Linked DNA regions of Mus musculus: region 2 is linked to region 1. The links are chromatin contacts, called in public promoter capture Hi-C maps. All regions are on one chromosome and are shown on one strand. The core of a region is the stretch at or near the end of the contact, and the rest is flanking DNA. Distances in the headings are between cores, read along the strand shown.

Region 1 (3,182 bases), core at 328-2,827:
GCTTAGCTTCACCCGGAGATCCTTTCTGTGGGTGCCATCCTGTGTCCCCATGCTGCTCAGCCTCACGGTGCTGACTTAGAATCGGCGTTCCAACATAGACCTCAGTCTCCAGTTCTCTGACGTCCCCCTCATAGGAGACCCAGTTACAGAGGTGGTTGATTGGCTGCCTCCAGCACACCAGGCCTCTGTCCCGATGCAGGTGTACGGCTGCCGGCCCCTGGCCCTGGCCTTCATGGAACTCACCGTGATGCAGCGATTCCACGAACATATACACAGCTCCGGTCTGTCTCCATCTCTGCGGACTGTGCTCGGGCGGCTCAGCACGCTCTACGGCCTGTGGTGCCTGAGCCAGCACATGGCCCTGCTCTACCGAGGTGAGGCTGCTACTTGGATGGCTGTCTGAGAAAGCAGTGACCCAGGGACCTTTCTCTTTGCTGAAAAAAAATCATCCTGAAAGTAGTTCTCGCCATTGACACATTCCCAGCCACATAGACCACTGTTGATATTCTACAGGAAGGCTACTGGGAGCTTGATCCCTTACTCTGTCCCCCAGTAGCTTCACGGGCCTACATGCCCCACATACCATAGCCCCATGACCCTTCTAGGCCGCCAGCCCCCCTCACATCCACCTGAAGTGCGGCTGGGCACCTGTGTGGTCTGATGCTGACACCTGCCTATCCCTATTCCCCCTGTGGTCCCCAAGCCTCAGGCCCTTGCCTCTCTCATGTCTCCTTAACCAGGTCTGACACATGCACAGGAGTGGCGGGGGTGAGGGGTGACAGGGAACCTCAGAACTGGTCTGGAGCCAGCATGTTTCTTCCCAGACATCACAGTAGACTGGTTAGTGCTCTGATACCCTGACATCTCCGTTCAAAAGGCTTCATGGGACTAAATGGAAAAGGCCTTTCTTATATGCTGTGGCCACAGGGCTGAGGAGTGTTTGACAAAGCTGTGCTTGCAGGTGGCTACATTTCTGGGGAACAAACAGGAAGAGCGATGGAGGACGCCATCCTGACCCTGTGTGAGCAGGTGAGTCACCACCTTTGTTGGGAATTCTCTCTGTCCCCACTGTGAGGCCTCTACCATCACCCCGAGACTGTCTGCCCTAGCTCTGCCATCACCCAAACGTTATTAAACTTCAGTGTGCTTGGCAGGAGTTATTTGAAGGAAAAAAAATTGTATGCATTTCAAGAAAGTCCTTGGGTGTCTCCACAGCAGATTGCTCTGTGGGGCTTAATAACGGTCTGTGTGAGGAAGCAGGGGTCACGGAACCACCGCCTCAGCTGCAAGTGTGATAGCTTTTGCAGGAGCTCAGGAGCACTTTCTGCCCCTGTGGCTTCTGGACTTCCTTTCCAGCTTCAGAAAAAGCAGTCGGCAGTTTGGCCCTAGGCTGGGGATGCGCCTCAGGGGACACGCTAACAGGCTGCACTCAGCACATCTGCCAGCTTCCCAGCCTTGCCGCAACAACAAATGCTGGCTGTCCCGAGTCAATGGCGACATGGTAGAAGTATGCAAACACACACCCAGGGAATCTATAACCCAGACCGGTGAGGCCCCACTCTGTGCCTGCTCAGGTTTCCAGTTCACTGTAGCAACCAGCAGCGGGGCTTTGTTACTCCATGGTTGCCATGGAGACTGTAGGGCGTAGCCAAGTGGATGAACTTTGTTTCCCAACAGCTGAAAGACGATGCGGTGGCCTTGGTAGATGTCATCGCCCCCTCCGACTTTGTTCTGAACTCCCCAATTGCCAAAGCTGATGGTGAGGTAAGGGGAATGCCCCCTGTGGCCGCTGAGGACACAATTTCCTGGAAATTGTCATACTTGGGGAGCTTTCTGGGGACAAGAGAAATCAGGTGGTGTCACAGTTCTTTGCCACTCCTGCTCTGTGTCTTGGATCCCATTCCTGACCACCAGCCTTCACCCCACAGAACAGGGAAGTTGCACCGTTGTCCTGGAGTGACATACAGGTCCCAGCCTCCTCCATCCCTCCATGCCTGCTGTCCACATGGGCCCTACAGCTCAGTCACAGACATGGCGTCAGAGCCATAAATTTGACAAAACAGCTACCATTAGCCACCCTGGCCCTGGTCTTTGTGGTCAGACATGACCCCATCTGCTTGGTCTATTTTTAAAACCCTGGCATCTTCAAGTTCTCCTCTGCTCTGCCCTCCAACCACAGTTGACTACCCCTTGGCCATTCCAGCTATGGGGCCATTGCCCCTCTGTGCCTACCTCTACAGCCCCACAGCCCTTGGTGAGCTCCCTGGTGTTCACTGGCTACCAAATTCTAGCATGGCTTGTTCAGAAGCAGTTAGTGGGCTTAAGCCTCACCCGAGGTGCAACTGGCCTCTTCTTCCCCCGCCTGCACCTTCCTGCCCTGTTTGACACCCCACCACAAGGTGATGCCCATGTAGGGAGACGTCCACAGACTGGTGTTCTGAAGTGCCTTGCTATCCCTGGGCCTATACCCCTCTTATTCTGCCAGCATGACCTTGCAAGGTGTTCCAGCTATGTGCCGGAGGCCTGATGGTTGTGAGCTGTGGGACAGGTTTAATCTTATCCACTCCAGGGCTGTGGTGGCTTGCTGTGAGCTGGCGATCAATGGTGAGGACATGGAGTCCGCTGTCCTCAGACAGCACTCTGGACTCAGCGCTTCACAAGCCTGTGAGGGCCCTGTCTGGGGGGTCTGAACCCCCAAGATTGGTACACTCAGGCTATACATGTGCATTGGAGTGGGCATCCAGGGAGCAGATGTGAGCCAGGGCTGGGCAGGTTCCCAGGTGCACCAGGAGTGTGTACAGGCAGGGCCGGTAGCCCACAGGGTGTGCACCACACCGTTTTTTATGATCAGAGCCTAAGGTGCAGAACAGCCTGCCCTGTGGTCCATGCATAGCAGAGCCAGCTGTGGACAGAGATCTGGGTCCTGTGTTAGAACTGATAGACAAGGAACTTTGAGTATGAAGAGAACACTGGGGAGTAAGGCTTGCCTCAATTGCCTCCCCCCCCCCCACACACACGCAGGTCGACTTCTCAGGCATTTGCAGACAGGACCTTCTTGGTAGGACCACCACATGCAGGGCCTGTTGCCTGCAGAAGGAACTGAGCACATGCTCTCTGGTCAAGAACTGCTAGAGGCAGAGAGGATGGAGAGGAACTTGTGTTTCTGAGTGCTGCAGCTCAGT
Region 2 (3,182 bases), core at 275-2,774, 300 kb after region 1:
GGGTCACAGGCACTGGTGGGGAAGGAAAAAAGGGGCAGGCCCCCAAAGGCATGGTGACAGTCTCTTAGAAATCTAAACCAGGAAACACAAGCATGTGCCATTGCCCTTGAGGGCATTTATCTCAGAGAAAAGAAGTTACGGTAACTCGAAAGCCTGTGCAGGTAGAGACATAGCAATTGTATTCTGGAAGCATTCAGGATGACATTCAAGGGGAATGGTGAGGCAAAACAACTGTGGTCCATGGTCCACGGACTTGGGAGATGAGAGTTGAGTTCCACATCTGAGGAGGCCAGAGCTGTCAGAGCCCGTGGAGCTGGAGTTAGATGGTTATGTGTTACCTGACATGGGTCCCCTGTGTGTGCTGTTCGCCTCTGAGCCATCTCTCCAGCCCCAGAAGGCCCTTGGTAATTTTGTCTCCTTTTCTGTCTGTGTTTGATGGGACTTCGTGTTATCTTTCCTTCGATACACCTTTAAGGGCTGCATATGCCTGTGACAGCTGACCTTGCTGTCTCTCCACCTCAGCAGACACTTCCCACACCCCTCTGCTCACTGCATTGGTATGATCTGTCCAAGACACAAATGAAGGAACCTTGGACAACGGCCTGTGCACTTTCCCAAATACAGTTGGAAATGTATAAATTGCTTACTGTTAGGAAGCTGGAAGACATGTGAGAGGCTTCTGTTTGCAGTTTTAAGGTCAGGGGGGACTCCCAGCCCCACAGGGACTGTGCGGCACATTGGCCAAAGTATTGGTTTCAGAGTCAAAAGATCTTTATGTCCTGCTTCAGTAAGAGGGGATGGGAGGGGGATTATTGGAAAACTCACTGAATTTTTGTGAGATTGGTGTTTTTTATTTTTTAAAGTTATTGTATTTTTAACTGTGTGTGTGTATGTGTGTGTGTGTGTGCACTCGCACTTGCTTGCACACATTGCATATGAGTGCAATGCCTTCAGAGGCAAGAAGAGGGTGTCAGGTCCTCCTGGAGCTAGAGTTCCAAGCAGTTGGGAGGCATCAGCTGTGGGTGCTGGGACCTGAGCTCAGGTATTCCACAAAAGCAGGAAGTGCTCTTAACTGTGGAGTCATCTCTCTATCCCTCTTGGTTTGTTTCCTTGATGAAATGAGCTAAGGAAGCAGTGTGTCCCGAGAGCAGGTGAGCTATACTGTGGCATGGCTCAGCAGCCTGTAAGGCATCATGTCTACTGGGAATACAGCTGTGTAAACAACTTCTCTGGAACTTGAAGAAAGCACATCTGTAATTCTGCCCGAAAACCTGAAAGGGACAGCATGCATGGTTTATGCCCGTGAGCCCTGGGTGAGGTCGAGCCTGAGACAGCCCCCTTAGGTCTTATGACAAGCCGCGCTAACCTAGGACACCTGCCCCACCATGGGAAGGAGGCATGTGCTCCTCCTGCCTGCATGCGATGGGTGGGGTGTCTCCAGTGGAGCAGGACAGGAATGCACATCATGTGGCTCAGAAAAAAAGCCTTCTGGTCTTCCTGTACTTCGGGTAGTCTGTGCCAAGGAGGGAGGGCAGGAGTGAGGAGTCACTTTCTGGTAACCTGCCAAACCTTCCGCAGCCGGTCTGCCTACAGAGTGACCCGCATGACAAGTAGAAGACAGTGAGAGACAGATGGACCGTGTCTGCTCAGTGCTTTACGGCTTTTGTGGCCTCAGAGCAGTCAGAGACAGGGCTGCCAGCTTGCTAGCTTTCCGGGGAATGCCGGGTCAGAGGAGAGGCTGAGACAGTGAAAAGAACACAGGTCACTTTTCACTGTGCTGAGAGTGACTGCTGGGAGCAGGGGGGTGGGGGGTACAGGGCAGGGGTGGGGGACACCAGAGTGTGCTCTTCTTATATTAATATGTCTTAGCCAACTCAGGCCTCATCCATTACTAACCCTGACAGCAAAGGGCTTCTAGGAAGATTAGTGATGCAGGAGGAGTTGCAAGGTTTGCAAGAAACTGAAGGCTTGCTTGAATTGCTATTAGTGGAAGGCCTGTAGGTGTGAAACACTTTAAATGTTCCTCCAGCTTATGTGTGTATGTATGTGCATGTGCCTGTTTGTGCGTATGCGTGTATGTGTGTTCCTTCAGCTAGTGTGCGTGTGTGTGCCTGTGTGTGTGTTCTCATTTTCCTTTCCATCTCCTAGGGATGGAAACAGGGCCCTATGGCTCCTTTCCTGGCTGGTGGCTGAATTCCTTCAATGGTATCTCTGTCCTCCGAGTTTCTGTGCTGTTAGTTATTTATCTGTCCCCGGGGCTCAGAGCAGAACCAGTAGTGACACGGAGGGAGCAGAGGCCGCAGAGCTGGCTTCTTTTGTGCTGCTGTGTCCTCCATTTGCACCCCGATCTGAAGCGTCGCTGTGCTGAGGGGTGTGTGTAGGCAGTACACTTTCACTGTGGTTCAGGCATGAATTTCCTCCCAGAATTCCCCGGGCTCAGTTAGTCCCCAGGCTTCTGGCAGGGAGCAACAGGAAGTATTTTGTGTAGAAGCCTACACCCAAATCTCTCTTCACCTGCAAGTTTATTTGGTTTGGCCTGAAATAAATCTGGGATCCCAGTTTCTTTTTCCTAAAACAGAGAGTAAGTGCTCGTCTGTTGTCACAGGGTAGACAGGTCTGTGGTCACAGGGTAGAGGCTGCCCTGTCTCAACCTGTTTCTAGTGCTCAGAATCCCAATGAGTGTGTTGACCTGAGCCAAGTGTGTGAGTGTCTGGGACAAGGGCTTTGCAACCCTGGCTGCACAGGGGATTTTTGAGACAAGCAGGCCAGCTGCGATAGAATCTCTGAGAGTGGAGTGCAGGGAGATGTTGCTTTTAGGGATCTCTTGATTGTTCCTGTGTACAGCAGAGGCTGAGAACCCCTGGTCTGAGGTGTTGCGGTGTTGCAGGTAGGAGCAGTGCCGAGGCTTCCCCTCTACTGAGCCTTGCTTCCTGCAGACAACAGGGAACAACTTGACACTCCATCTGGCTGGAATCTCCCATGAGCACACTTACCGGCCTTCACTCTGTTCTGACCCCCTCCCATCTCTCCATGGAGCAGAAAGCTGATAGGTAATTTTGCAAGATCACCATACATCTCATTTCAGTGGCACAGGAGAGCCTCGAGTATGAAGTCCCCAGAAGGTGTTTATTGCAGTCTTGTCCCCTGAGAACTGTGTGAGGTGGTTTATAAGTAACGTCCTT

The links. Capture Hi-C pulls out chosen DNA fragments and counts their contacts.
Region 2: a promoter capture Hi-C map of adipose tissue shows a contact between it and region 1. The contact joins two enhancer-like sites.

What each region holds. Positions count from the first base shown.
Region 1 is chr5:35,608,059-35,611,240 of GRCm38.p6, forward strand. Acox3 (acyl-Coenzyme A oxidase 3, pristanoyl) reads left to right here. Exons shown (of 19, transcript NM_030721.3): 16 at 200-374; 17 at 962-1,029; 18 at 1,678-1,764. Among named protein-coding and RNA genes, the nearest start is that of 4931431C16Rik, 21 kb to the left of the region's middle. Within about 2 kb of position 1,578, at least 113 of the 459 cell types and tissues checked have an H3K27ac peak or open chromatin away from gene starts, as enhancers often do. A contact at or near this core is called in adipose tissue, where this site is marked.
Region 2 is chr5:35,906,652-35,909,833 of GRCm38.p6, forward strand. The region is part of intron 1 of Afap1 (actin filament associated protein 1); the gene reads left to right. Among named protein-coding and RNA genes, the nearest start is that of Afap1, 15 kb to the left of the region's middle. Within about 2 kb of position 1,525, at least 144 of the 459 cell types and tissues checked have an H3K27ac peak or open chromatin away from gene starts, as enhancers often do. A contact at or near this core is called in adipose tissue, where this site is marked.